Regions from separate parts of the Mus musculus genome. Here all the other regions are linked to region 3. Evidence: chromatin contacts called from public Hi-C and HiChIP or PLAC-seq data. All regions are on one chromosome and are shown on one strand. Each heading gives the region's core, a stretch centred on a gene start, on an enhancer-like site or on the middle of the called end of the contact. The rest is flanking DNA. Distances are from core to core; before and after follow the strand shown.

What was found. A called contact is a pair of places that touch in the nucleus more often than the background predicts. HiChIP or PLAC-seq counts read pairs in DNA pulled down with a chosen protein or histone mark.
Region 1: a contact with region 3 is called in a Hi-C map of bone marrow-derived macrophages, with 26 read pairs. The contact joins the enhancer-like site here to the promoter of Itgb7 in region 3. A contact is called at or near these places in 2 of 39 promoter capture datasets (the C10 cell line and hippocampal neurons), 15 of 484 Hi-C or Micro-C datasets (B cells, the BV-2 cell line, the G1E-ER4 cell line and 12 more), 5 of 115 datasets of contacts at active chromatin or transcription factors (the SCID.adh cell line, acute myeloid leukemia, bone marrow-derived macrophages and 2 more) and 3 of 9 other capture datasets (adipose tissue, liver and pancreatic islet).
Region 2: an HNF4G HiChIP or PLAC-seq map of pancreatic cancer cells shows a contact between it and region 3. The contact joins the enhancer-like site here to the promoter of Itgb7 in region 3. A contact is called at or near these places in 3 of 115 datasets of contacts at active chromatin or transcription factors (embryonic stem cells and pancreatic cancer cells) and 2 of 9 other capture datasets (adipose tissue and pancreatic islet).

Annotation. Positions count from the first base shown.
Region 1 is chr15:102,430,298-102,434,543 of GRCm38.p6, reverse strand. Sp1 (trans-acting transcription factor 1) reads right to left here. Exons shown (of 6, transcript NM_013672.2): 6 at 1-3,819. The coding sequence ends at 3,512. Among named protein-coding and RNA genes, the nearest start is that of Amhr2, 13 kb to the left of the region's middle. Within about 2 kb of position 2,298, at least 3 of the 459 cell types and tissues checked have an H3K27ac peak or open chromatin away from gene starts, as enhancers often do. A contact at or near this core is called in bone marrow-derived macrophages, where this site is marked.
Region 2 is chr15:102,012,452-102,016,546 of GRCm38.p6, reverse strand. All of the region lies in intron 1 of Gm41404 (a long non-coding RNA gene), which reads left to right. Among named protein-coding and RNA genes, the nearest start is that of Gm41404, 2.8 kb to the left of the region's middle. Within about 2 kb of position 2,781, at least 61 of the 459 cell types and tissues checked have an H3K27ac peak or open chromatin away from gene starts, as enhancers often do. A contact at or near this core is called in embryonic stem cells and pancreatic cancer cells, where this site is marked.
Region 3 is chr15:102,229,456-102,233,422 of GRCm38.p6, reverse strand. Itgb7 (integrin beta 7) reads left to right here and starts at 1,488. Exons shown (of 15, transcript NM_013566.2): 1 at 1,488-1,572.

The DNA.
Region 1 (4,246 bases), core at 1,049-3,548, 200 kb before region 3:
ACTTCAGTCTATATTTTCTGTGATTAAAGGGTCTATTTATTCTGAGACCAAGCTGAGAAAGAACCATTATATTGCGTTTTGAATAGCACCCCGAAGGGTGCCTGTTAGGAGGTCCCTGAAGGAAGATGGTGAGTTGGTCCTTTCTAGGAAAAAGATGACACAGTCAAATAGTTTGTAAATGAGTACAAATGGGCAGCCTAGGACAAGGAAATGAATGCTTTAAGATTACTATTTCTGCTAGATGTGGTGGCACACACCTGTAACCCCTAACACTTGAAAGGCCAAGGTGGACAGATCGCTGCATCCTGGACTACATATAAATTCAGATCAGCCAAGGGTACCTAGAAAGACCTATTTCAAAACAAAAAACAAGATTATATTGGTGGTCACCCACCACTTTGCAAGGTGCCGTCATTTTTTTTAAAAATTAAGTGAAAAATCATGAAGGCTGGACATAGTGACATATACTTGTAATCCCAACACTTAGAAGGCAAAAAAATTATTCAAAATTCCAGGCCAGTCTGAGTTAACAGTGAATTCCAGGCTAGCCTGGGCTACAGAGTAAAACCCTGTCTCAATGAGACAAAACAAACAAAAAACCCCAAACAACAAAAATGTAATGAAAAGAATTTCAGAATCAATATGCATGCCAGTTATGTTAAATTCTGAAGGCCAAAAGTTTGGGGAAAGGTTATTTTTCAGTCATGAGACCCTGACTAGAGGAATGTAGTCTCTTAACTTTAGAAAAGGCTGAGCGGCTCACAGACAGGGAGACAAGAGCGGAAACTGATTCCATTTTATGGTCAAATAAGACACCGGAGAAGGAAATTTAAAAAGCAGAAAGAATCTGATGTAAATTAATTCATGGTAATGTGTTAATGTAGCAGATGCTGAGGGTCAATCATCAGCTTTTCACCCAAGAGAGAAAACACCATCAGATAACTTATCCAAAGGCTTATAGTCCTCAGCATCTCGAAGCCGGCTTGTAACTAATCACCTCATACTGAACAAGATTCTATTTCTTGAAATTTTCTAGCAAAATACTGCACACTCCACTGAGTTATCCTGCCCTCTTCCTCCAGAGATGCAAAGTACATGATTATAAATGTAAAATAACACGGTTTGTTTGAGTTCTGCTTTTCTTTAGGAATAAAAGGTGTGATGGTGGCTGAGGACAGATAACTTTTACGTCAACATTAATAACATGTGATTTGGGGACAGTCCCTTGAAATATTTCCTGAGTCTTGATAACAGTATTAAGTCTGCATAGAAAGGACCAAATGGAATAAACTAATGTTAGTATTTCAAGCTAACAATACCATAAACTTATCAAGAACCTAGTTTAGATGGAATTTACATAAAATGTATAATAACACTATAATCTATTTGTAGCCAAGATAGAGAAGTTAGAATAAGGAATCCACTATAGATTTGGATGTTGATTTCATTTTCAAACACAAAAATAGTTTCTTCTTTAGAAAGTGCACTAGGATATCCCCCCAACCCCATAACTGTTAACCGATTTAGCATAAGCAGAGAACTGACCTTAGGAACATACCCAAGTTTTATGACCAATTTCTAGATACTGGACCTGAAAGGCGTTTTGATCTGAATTTATTTTCCAACAATTTCAAATATAAGTTCTCATCTGCATGTAGATATATACAGGCACAAATACATTCACACGCAGTCATACAAAAACAATTTAGTTTCTCTATCAGATCAGGGTAATTTTTTATTGCAGGTCTCTTTAAATATTGGCTAACAGAAAACCTATCCCCAACCTAACAGATCTCACACATACACTCAACCACTCCCATACTTCCTCACAGTGAAAAGCTCTCTGACAAGATAGCACAAGGTCTAGAGAGACAATGCTTTAATGGCTGGGCCTTGAGGACAATTCTGGTTGCATTTAAGTCTCAGTGCCAAACGCACTGAGTTTCCCTGCCGATAAAATGTTTGGATCAGTCTCTTCTGGAATCAGGCCATAGAGAAAGCAGGATAATTTCTCCCAGTTTCTCCTATAATCCACAGTGGTAAGACAAGATTTCTTTTTGTTCTGGGCTATCGTTCCCATGATTGTGTGCTTCCCTTTCCCTTAGGAACCACCCAAGTATATCTAAGGAAGAGTTAAGGGGGACTTTTTTTTTTTTTTAAAGAACCACTTTTGCCACTGGCACAAGTTTTGCACTCTACAGGATGGAAAATCCAAACAGGTTCACTGGCTGATGCTCCTTAACATTAAAACAGTAATAGGAAGGAACTACAGAAATGTTCAAAAGAGGAAGTGTACTTCCTTTCAGAGTGTGAACTCAGAAGCCCATACATTGAGGCTTATAGCTATTTGGAAGACAATGATACTGAAATCCGAATAATTCCACTAACTTCTGAACCCAAGACTAAGAGTTATTTCCTTTTCTGAGAACATCTTTTTCATACTGAAAGCTGCTGCCTACTATTTGACCATTTTGGAAGTATATCTCCTTCAAAGGGCCTCTTGTACAATTCCACAGAAAGACTTCTGATTTCTGATGTTTAGAACAGCTAAAAAAGGGAGATGGTTTTGACTCTCCAGCACTAAGGTGCTTGCGTCAGTAGTATTTTGAACACTCCCTCCATAGCTACTTCAAGCATCAGACTATACTTCAGGCTTTTCCACTCTGTTGCTGGAACTAAAGTCTTTAAAATATTAACACAAGTGCCTAATCCAGGAATCACTGTCAAAAACAACACAGGAAGTGATCGTGTGAGGAAAGGGAGACAAGGATTAAGTCAGGAAAGGAGTGCAAGGAGCTGATCCCAAATAAAATAACAAAATTAAGAAAGAAGACACATTATATATGTATATATGAACTAAAAGCAGAAAGTATGAATGCTTACTCTGGTGGGATGCCAGGACAACATTTATAAGGAAAGCTTGATGTGTCATGATAAGGCTCAGCCATTGAGAAATAAGGCAATTTTTTTAAAAAAAAGAAAAGAAAAGAAAAGAAAAAAAGACCAAGGTATTTTGGTCACAGAATGGTCTTTTTCCTCCTCCCAGCCAGCCCCTGTGAAAGCATCTCTATATATTTTTTAATATATATATATATATATAATATAGAATCTGTTTTTGTTAAAAAGTATTTCAATGATCATATATATTTATCAAGGCATGATGGCTTTAGGAAAAGGGGGGGGGAATCCATCATGGGAGAGCTAAGAGGGAAAAACAGGAAGAGGAGGCTGGGGTAAGAAGTGTAAGAAGAACCTGGGATGAGATAAATGCTGATCAAAGGGTGGCACCAACAGAATTTTCACTAATATTTTCCATTTTCAAGGAGTCACCAGTGACATTGGGTGCCACAATCCCATCTCTTTTTTTTGTACCATCTCCCAATTCTTCCTACCACCAAGCACATTAATGCCTCATGGCTCTCTCTTCCAGATGTCTCTTGGACCCATGCTACCTTGCATCCCGGGCTTAGTGGGTATTGGCCCATATGTCTCTGGCACTGGGTGTCTAATCTTAGAAACCATTGCCACTGATATTAATGGACTGCAGCTCTGTCACCTGCATGACGTTGATGCCACTGTTGGCAAGACGGGCAATACCCTCTGGACAGATGGCCTCCATGGCTACCATATTGGTGGTAATAAGGGCTGAAGGAGTGGCAGTGCCTTCTGAACCTGCCCCACTGTCCAGGGGCAATGTGCCCACACTCAGGGCTACACCTGGGCCTCCCTTCTTGTTCTGGTGAGTCTTGATATGCTTTGACAGGTGATCACTCCTCATGAAACGCTTAGGGCACTCAGGGCAGGCAAATTTCTTCTCTCCTAGTTTAAAAAAAAAAAAAAAAAAGATAAATTAGCCAAAAAGCAGTCAGAACAAAGTTGAGGTTGATGTGTATCCTTCTGGACTAATTCAAGTACTCTTGGAGACACGCTTAGTTTCACATATACATTGTTTAGGAATTTCAGTTTGCTTCATGGGCATATCATTTCTTTTTTCTTTTCTTTTTATGGTTTTAGAGCTTTATTATAGAAAGACAGAAAGAGAGAAGGTAGAAAGAGAGAGGACTGCCATGGCCAAGTGGAGAAAGGAGGGAAGGGAGGGGGAGAGCTGGAGATGAGAATAAGAGAGGTGAGAGCTTATGAGCTCATTTCTTTCTTTCTTTCTTCTTTTTTTTTTAAAGATTTATCTATTTTATTCATGAATACATTGTAGCTGTCTGAAGAGGGCATTGGATCCCATTATAGATGG
Region 2 (4,095 bases), core at 1,532-4,031, 220 kb after region 3:
TCAACGAGGGCTCAGAACGGAGGGGAAATCGAGGGACCGTGTTGTGCCTTGCTTTTAGGGCTGGCTGATAAGACTCTAGGTCCCTAGCCTTCATGAGAATCAACCACCTGGCCCACCTCTGCACCTAGATGTGCAGAGAGGCAGATCCCCTCTGCTCCCATTCCACTTCAGAATGACCACACATCCGGGAGTGAGTCAGGTGTGCCTCAGGCCCCAGCCCTGGGTTCTGACTCAGCCTGAGCTCTTGGAACCTCTGGAGAGCCGGGGAGATAAGGTTTATGGCTCTGGCTTGGGTAAGGCCGTGCATACAGGCCACCCAGCTGCATTCCACCTGGGAGAGAGGGGGATGGCTCACTCAGGCTTCCTCAGGAATCAGACTGTCTGACAGCTCTGGTTTCAGAAGCCCATTAAACATCTCAGCTTCTGGAGGTCATAGCTGCATGCTCAGGCCCTGTCCTGTGGAGGCTTGTTTTGCCCACTATGTGTTTGGCAGCTGGGCAGCCTGATCCTGACAAGAGAGAGAGGGAGAGGGAGAGGGAGAGAGGGAGAGAGGGGGAGAGAGGGGGAAGAGGAGGGGAAGAGGGGAAGGGGGAGATAGGAGAAAGGGTTCTGTTTGAGGTCAGTGTACTGAGAAAGTAAGTTGAGGCAGACTAGCCTGGATCTTTTTAGGTAAGGGAGGGAAACAGGAGAGAGGGGCCAAGAAAATTCTTTGTTTCTTTCTTTTTTGAAACAGGGTTTCTCTGTGTAGAACTCACTCTGTAGACTAGGCTGGCCTCAAACTTAGAGATCTGCCTGCCTCTGCCTCCCGAACGCTGGGATTAAAGGTGTGCTGTACCAGCCCTCAACCGAGGAAACCTTATAATTGTGTACTTTATCTTACACAAGAGAGAACATAGGCAACAGGCCCAAGCCAAAGCTGATGCCTTCCTCATGCTGTCTGCTGTAGATCAGCAAGTAGCTCCTCCATGTAACTCAGCACCCCAGAGACTCACTGGCACCGGAACTCAGCTTAGTCCGGTCCCAAGTGGAATTTTCTTGCTAGTTTACATTGTTCTAGATTAAGACAATTCTCAAAACAAAAAATTTACTGCATTTTGTTTAAAAGAAAATACCCCCCCCCAGGTGTGTTTGTTTGTTTATTTTTTGAGACAGAGTTTCACTAGGAAGCCCTGGACTAGCCTGACACTCTATACACCAGGCTGGCCTGTGCCTCCCTAATGTTGGGATTAAAGGCCATATTCCACCACCCTGGCATTATATTTTAATTAATTAAATAATTTAATTAGTGAATGTGTGTGTCCACATGGACACCATGGTGTGCTGGTGAAGGACTAAGGACAAATTGGGGAACAACTTTTTTTTCTCCTACTATTTGTGTCCCAGGGATCAAACTCAGGTCTTCAGGCTTCGTGGTGGCAATGGCTTTACCTGCTGAGTCATCTTCCTGACCGGAATTTTGTTTAATTTGAGTCATAACTCCCCAAAACAAATGGATTTTGACCACAAATCCTAGTGTTCTTTGGAAGTGTGTGGTGGGTGGATTGGCAGATGAGAGAGGAAGTGAAGATAGCTAGTTTGGGGGTGAGTGGGAAAGGTGGCTTATCTATGTTTAGGGTTCCCCCCCCCCCCCGGCCTCCCCCCTCCCCCGCTCTAGTCTCTGGACACCACCTCCCTTATCAGAGGTGCTGGCTGGTCATAGTCTGGGTGCTGACAGATCCAGAGAAGAGGGAACCCAACTTTGGGTATTGGAGCGGGGGTGGGGTGGGGAGAGGTAGGGGGTGAGAGGGGTGGGGAGAGGGGGGAGGGGGAGCCAGAGAGAGAGGGAGAGGGGGAGGGGGAGGGGGAGGGGGAGGGGGAGAAGGGGAGGGGAGAGGGAGAACCATGCTTCTGCCCAGGTACAGTATGCTCTATGGCCTCAGGGGATGTCCCTGGAGTCCGCTCTTCCACATCCTCATCTGTGAAAACAGGGTGTTTGAACAGTCTTCCTGGTTTTAGCTGAGAGGTTTTAATGGGTTATAAAGCAGACACTGTGCGGGAGAGTACCGGGAGCAGAGGAGACAGGGCCCAGTTCAGGCATTCACTGGCTTCTAAATTTTAACTGCCAGGCTCGGGACCCTTGGCTTATTTCTCATCCATGGTATGGATTACAACCTTAAGGAAACCCTAGGCGTACCTGTGCATACCACATGCCCAACCCTGTGATGTCCTGTGGAGCCAAGGCTACACAGTAGAGGCTCTAAGCTGGTAGGCCAGAGGGAACCCATGTTGGAGGCTTCCTGGGGGAGACTGTAGGCAAGGCCAAGGTAGAGGAATGGGTGGATAGGGCCTTAGGACTGCAGAGGTGGAATGTTCATGGGAAGCTGTCAGTCAAAAGGGACAGGCTCAGGCCACGGGGGGGAGGGGGGGGGAGTAGGGAATGACTGGGCGTGGAGGACATGGTGCCATGGGCCCATGGGTCTACGAAGATGTCTAGGAAATCAGGGGAGGTGCAGTTGGAGGCTTTGGAGTGAGGGACACTGGTTTGGAAGTGAAGAGTCCCCTCCCCTCTCCTGTTGGGGCGGTCCCTATGCTTTCTGGGTTCCTGAAGCTGGTTTTCTGTCACCAGTAACTCTTGGTGGCCCCTAGCTGTCACCTGGGAAACCAGGGCAGGCTAGGTGGGTGATACGTTGGGGACTGGATGACAAAGTTCTGTCAGGAATGCAGAAACTGCAGAGTGACTCCCGTTGCCATGGGAACATACCTAACAAGTCTCAGAGGCTAAACTGGCTCTGGCTGGCCTTGAGCCAGTCCAATCTCACTGTCTAAGTCAACAGATTTCTTTCTCTGAGACCTATGAATGGGTCACTGTGTGAGGATTTGGAGTTATCTCAGCCCATAGAGACCAGGGAATGTGAACGATAGGTGTGTTAAAGGGTAGTGAGGAGCAGGTTAGTTCTTTAGCTAAGCTAAGCCTCTCTCTCTCTCTCTCTCTCTCTCTCTCTCTCTCTCCTTCCCTCTCTCTCCCCCTACCTTTCTCCTTACTTCTTTCCTCCCTCCTCCCAGGTAGGAATGAAACCCACCTTCATTCTAGGAAGAGCCCTACCACTGGGCTGTATTCCTAGTCTGGTCCGTCTGGTTTTATCTCATGGTAGACAAGGCCAAGTCAGCCACTGGACCCACTCAACCAGCATGTTCCAGAGTTCAATGAGATGGTTTTCTAGTGCAAAATGTATGCAGTTTGCAAGGCAGTCAAGGTTTCTGTCCCACGTAGCATTCCACAGCACTGGGCAGAGGTCCTTTACTCATGCTGGAGTCCCTCAGTGGGGATAGCTTAGAGACTGGGCAGATAGTGACTGTGTGACTTGATGTGATCGATTTGTGTGGCTTTGGATTTGAGAGCATTTTCTTTGTGTTCTTGACAAGCACTGCTTTTTTTTCCCTACTATTGTTTTATTTTCTTAATTACATTTATTTCTATGTGCATACATGTGTACATAAGAGGGGAACATGTCCTATGGGTCTTGTGGAGTTCTTTTCTGCCACAAGGGGCCTGTAGGTTTGCCTCAGGTCACCATTGCCAGCCCGACTATTGCCTCCCTCCAGCCCCAGCAGGGATTCTCTGTGTAGCCCAGGCTGTCCTGGTACCACCACCCAGCTTGACTATTGCTTCTTTTATTTGGACACATTTCCTAAGTGGAACCACGGTAGAAATTACTTAGAGGCTTTGGAAGTCGCCTGGGCCTGGGCCTGGGCCTGAGCTCTGACCATATTACTCTGGCAGGAGGAATTTTGAACTTTATTGTTTGTATTTGCAAGTGGGAATGCTGCCTCTCCCACTGGCTGTTTTAGGATCATAAGTAACATATGCAGGAAAAGAAAGGACACTGTGACACTTAGAAGCCAAACAAATGAGAGCCACCACTGCCACTGCCACTCTCCTGCCCACCCTCAGAACTGCCTTTACCACTGGCAGGGACCAGGTCACAGGCAGGGCACCATTTGCATGGCTTGCTCCCTAGGGACTGGATTTGCAAGCGTCTGCTTTGCATGGAGGGTGATTTTTGCCTGTTATCTCTTCATTACAACCCTGTAGAATCCTCTCTCTTTCTCTCATCC
Region 3 (3,967 bases), core at 239-2,738:
GGTGTGTCTGAAGACAGCTACGGTGCACTTACATATATTAATAAATAATAAACCTAAAAGAAAAAGCCTCCACCTCTTATCCCCTTAGACTCCTCACTCCTACAGTTATTGCCTCTCTCAGTGATAGAGACCAAACCTAAGGCCTCCTGAAAGCTGGGCAAGCATCTTGACACTGAGCCGCATCCTCACACACCCTTCTTACTGTACCAGATGGTCTCTTAAATAGACACCGTCTTATTTTTTTATGGTGATCTATAAAATGGCAGCCATAGGAAGTTCTCCCCTCCTTCCGAACGTCACGAGTCCTTAATCCAGTCCCACATGCTGTGGTGACCCCAACCAGAGTCATTTTCACTGCTACGTCATAATTGCAATTTTTGTCACTGCTATGAATCGTAATGCAAATATCTGATATTTCTGATGGTCTTAGGCAACCCCTGTGAAATGGTTGTTCAACTCCTATGGGGTTGTGACTCACACAGGTTGTGAAACCCTGGATTAAAGAATACAGCTAAGGAGTTTTACTACTTCATGCTAACGGAGAGAGAGCCAGGATTTTAACTCAGGCAGGTTGGCTTCAGAGTCCAAATAGCTTAGCTGTGGTACTCTCAGGAGTCGAGACTTCTAGGGAAAGACCTTGATTCAATCCAGGTTATAATTAGTTAAATTTATTGATACTGGTAGCAGGACAGCAATCTCTGAGCCAAATTAGAGTCTGCCACTCAAAGGGGAATAAGGGATGAGGAAAGGATTTTTAAAAATGAAGACCACAAGACCTTGAGTATCTGCATATGCAAGCCAAGAGCTGTTTTGCTCTGCCAAGAGGTAGTAGTCAAGGGGACCTCAAAGTAGTCCAGAATGTCTGCACAAGAATGTCAGAGAAAACAAAACAAAACAAAACAAAACCAACAACAGCGACAAATACCGATTCTATCAAAACAAGTACAGATGTAGGCTTGTGGGTGAAGGCCGGTGTGTCAGGGTTACTGGGAACTTATTTTCCTGGCAAATCAAAAGACAAGTGGCTATTGGAACCAAGATGGATACCTAGCACGAAAGGCAGTCATCACAACTCAATGGCCCCTGAGTTTTCCAAAGGAACAGAAACCACCTTCCTTCATGTTTCTTCCTGTCTGCTCCTTCCTCTCTGTGATACTGGAGAGAACATTGAGTTTTGGAAGGAAGCTGAGTTGGATTTAGATTACAGCCCAGCAGCCCCTTGCTACCTGTGTGACATTTTGCAAAGTCGATCTCTCTTTAGAGTCTGGGCTTCAATCTCTGCGTCTGTGACATGTGTGGGGGCAGGGGTGGGGGCACCGCCACTATCCGGCGCTGTTCTGGTGACCCTTCCTTGTACTTCTTTAGCACAGGAGCAGTGCTTAGTAGATGGGACTCCTAGGTCCTTTCTTTACCCAGCCCACTCCTATCTGCTCCACCTTCTGCTAGATCAGCCACCCTCCAAGAGTCCCCCCACCCCAGGGTGTGTCACTTCCTCCTCTGCTGCCTCTCCATCTGTACACAAGGGCTGCCACTGCCACCGGCGGAGGAAGGGCTGCTCCTCCTCAAGCACCTGTGAGTACCCTCAGGGCAGCAGCCCACCCACCTCCTCCTCTCACCCAGGCCTACTTGTTCCCTACCTCTCTGTGATCTGGGCTCTCCAGTGCTCTGTCTAGTCTTGAGAAAGGCTCTGAACCCCCTTCTGCACTCCTATGGTCCCCACTATTTCTTTCTCGGTTATCCCAGCCTCCTGCTGCTCATCCATTTGTTTCTCCAGTGGAGCCAGAGGGAGGGAAGGAGATTGCGATGCTATACGTGAGTGTTTTCTGAGAGCTAAGGCTTACTTACTCTTGTGCTTCTCCCAGCATCTCCTGTCTGTCCCTGGCTGCTATCTTTGCAACTTGATGTTTTTTGCACAGTCCAGAAGTCTTCCCACTTGGCACCTTAGCCACAGACTCCACATTCCTGGTCTACTGAGGCTTGCACTGTACATGTGCATGCTCACACACATGCACACACACACACATGCACACGCACACATACGCATGCGTGTGTGCATGGAAGGAGACAGGCAGCAGGTGGCAAGATACATGGATTGCCAAAGAAGGGAGAAAGGGACAGAATTGAGAGGGGCAGGAGAGGTCATGTATGAGTTCAGAGCCCCCTTTAGGAGAGATGAGTGGACTTGATGTCTCTGTCTTGTGGGGGGAGTGGAAGTGAAGCCCCATCTATGAGATGAGTCAGAACTAAATTTTGTGCTGCAGAGTCTCGAGCCTCCCTGACCACAGCGCAAAGCACGCAGGTCTGAGGTTTCAGTGAGGTTAAGCCTGGGGTCAGCCTCTCCCTGAGAGCAGAAGCTCTGTAATGTACTACACCCATCTGAGGTCACATGGGGTGGTGAGCAGGATGGGGTGTTCAACGGCTCAGTACCCCACCCTTCCCCATACTCCCTGTAAAGAGCATCAGTACCTGAGTCTGGACCCAAGCTGAGGGGGTTGTGGTTGCTGGCTAGCAGGCTCTTGTACACTGCTGGTGGCCATGGGAACACCATAGCACAATCCCTAGGGAGCTTACGCTGCAGTCTCTACTTACCAGTGTTGCCGGCGGGTACTGCCAGTCTTCCAGAGGGTTCCTTGAGAGTCATCTGCACGTGTGTGATGGCTGCATGTGCTTTCCTTGTGTGTGTGTGTGTGTCATGATTAGTCACAGTAGGCAATTAGAAACCATTACATTTTTGAGACTGGAGAGAGCATTCGGTGGCTAAGAGCACTTGTTGCTCTTGCAAAGGATCCAGGTTTGACGCCCCCCTCAGCACCCACATATTGCTTAACAACCATCCATCACTGCATTGGCAAGGGACCTGATGCTTCTGCGCTCTGGGGGCACGCGTGACGTTAGACACATCAAGGAGAAGGAATTAATCCGACCAAAAAATATTAAAATCTAAAAGAAAGAGAAGAAACTATGAAGGTTTTAGGTGAAGTCGAAGGTGGAAACGAGGGGTTTTAACATGCTTGTCAGATGCTGTGCTAGACATCCATCAGACCCCAGATAATTGAATGTGACGCCCATCATTTTAGGTTAACTACTTGTTAACTCACACAGAGGGAGTTTATAAGGAATTACGGGATCTCTCTATGTAGTCCAGGCTGGTCTAGAACTCCTTATGTAGACGAAGCTGGCCTTAAACTCACAGAGATCCACCTACCTCTACCCGCCCTGCGCTATCAAACATGGCTCTGCAGCTCCAGTTCTGGTTTACTAATGCTTAGCTTTATGTTACTACCACACACACACACTCTCTCTCTCTTTTTTAAAGATTTATTTATTTTATATATGTTAGTACTCTGTTGCTGCCTTCAGACATACCAGAAAAAGGCATCATATCCCCTTATAGATGGTTGTGAGCCACCATGTGGTTGCTGGAAATTGAACTCAGGACCTCTAGAAGAGCAGTCAGTGCTCTTAACCACTGAGCCAGCTCTCCAGTCCCCATATTGTCTTGAATAATGTAGCATTATTAATTTTGATTAATGAAAATGTCTTTTGAGACATATGGTCTAGTCTGGTCTTGTTCTTCGGCCTCTATCTCCAGGTATTGGTATAACAGCATGCATCATCCTAACATCTTTTATTTTTGACTCACTGCCTATTTGATTTTTATTCATTAAAAAAAAAAATCTCTAGTCGGGTAGTGATGGCACACTTCTTTAATCCCAGCACTTGGGAGGCAGAGGCAGACGGATTTCTGATTTCAAGACCAGGCTGGCTTCTGCCTCTCAGGTGCTGGGATTAAAGCTGTGTACCACTATGCCCAGCTGGGCCTGATTAATTTTAAAATTAACCAATTGACTAAATTTTGACTTCCTACAGCTGAACTCTCAGCCACAGGAAATTTGGCTGGGTATGGCCACTCACACCTGTAATCCTAGCACTTGAAAGGGCAAAGATGCCGGGCAGTGGTGGCACA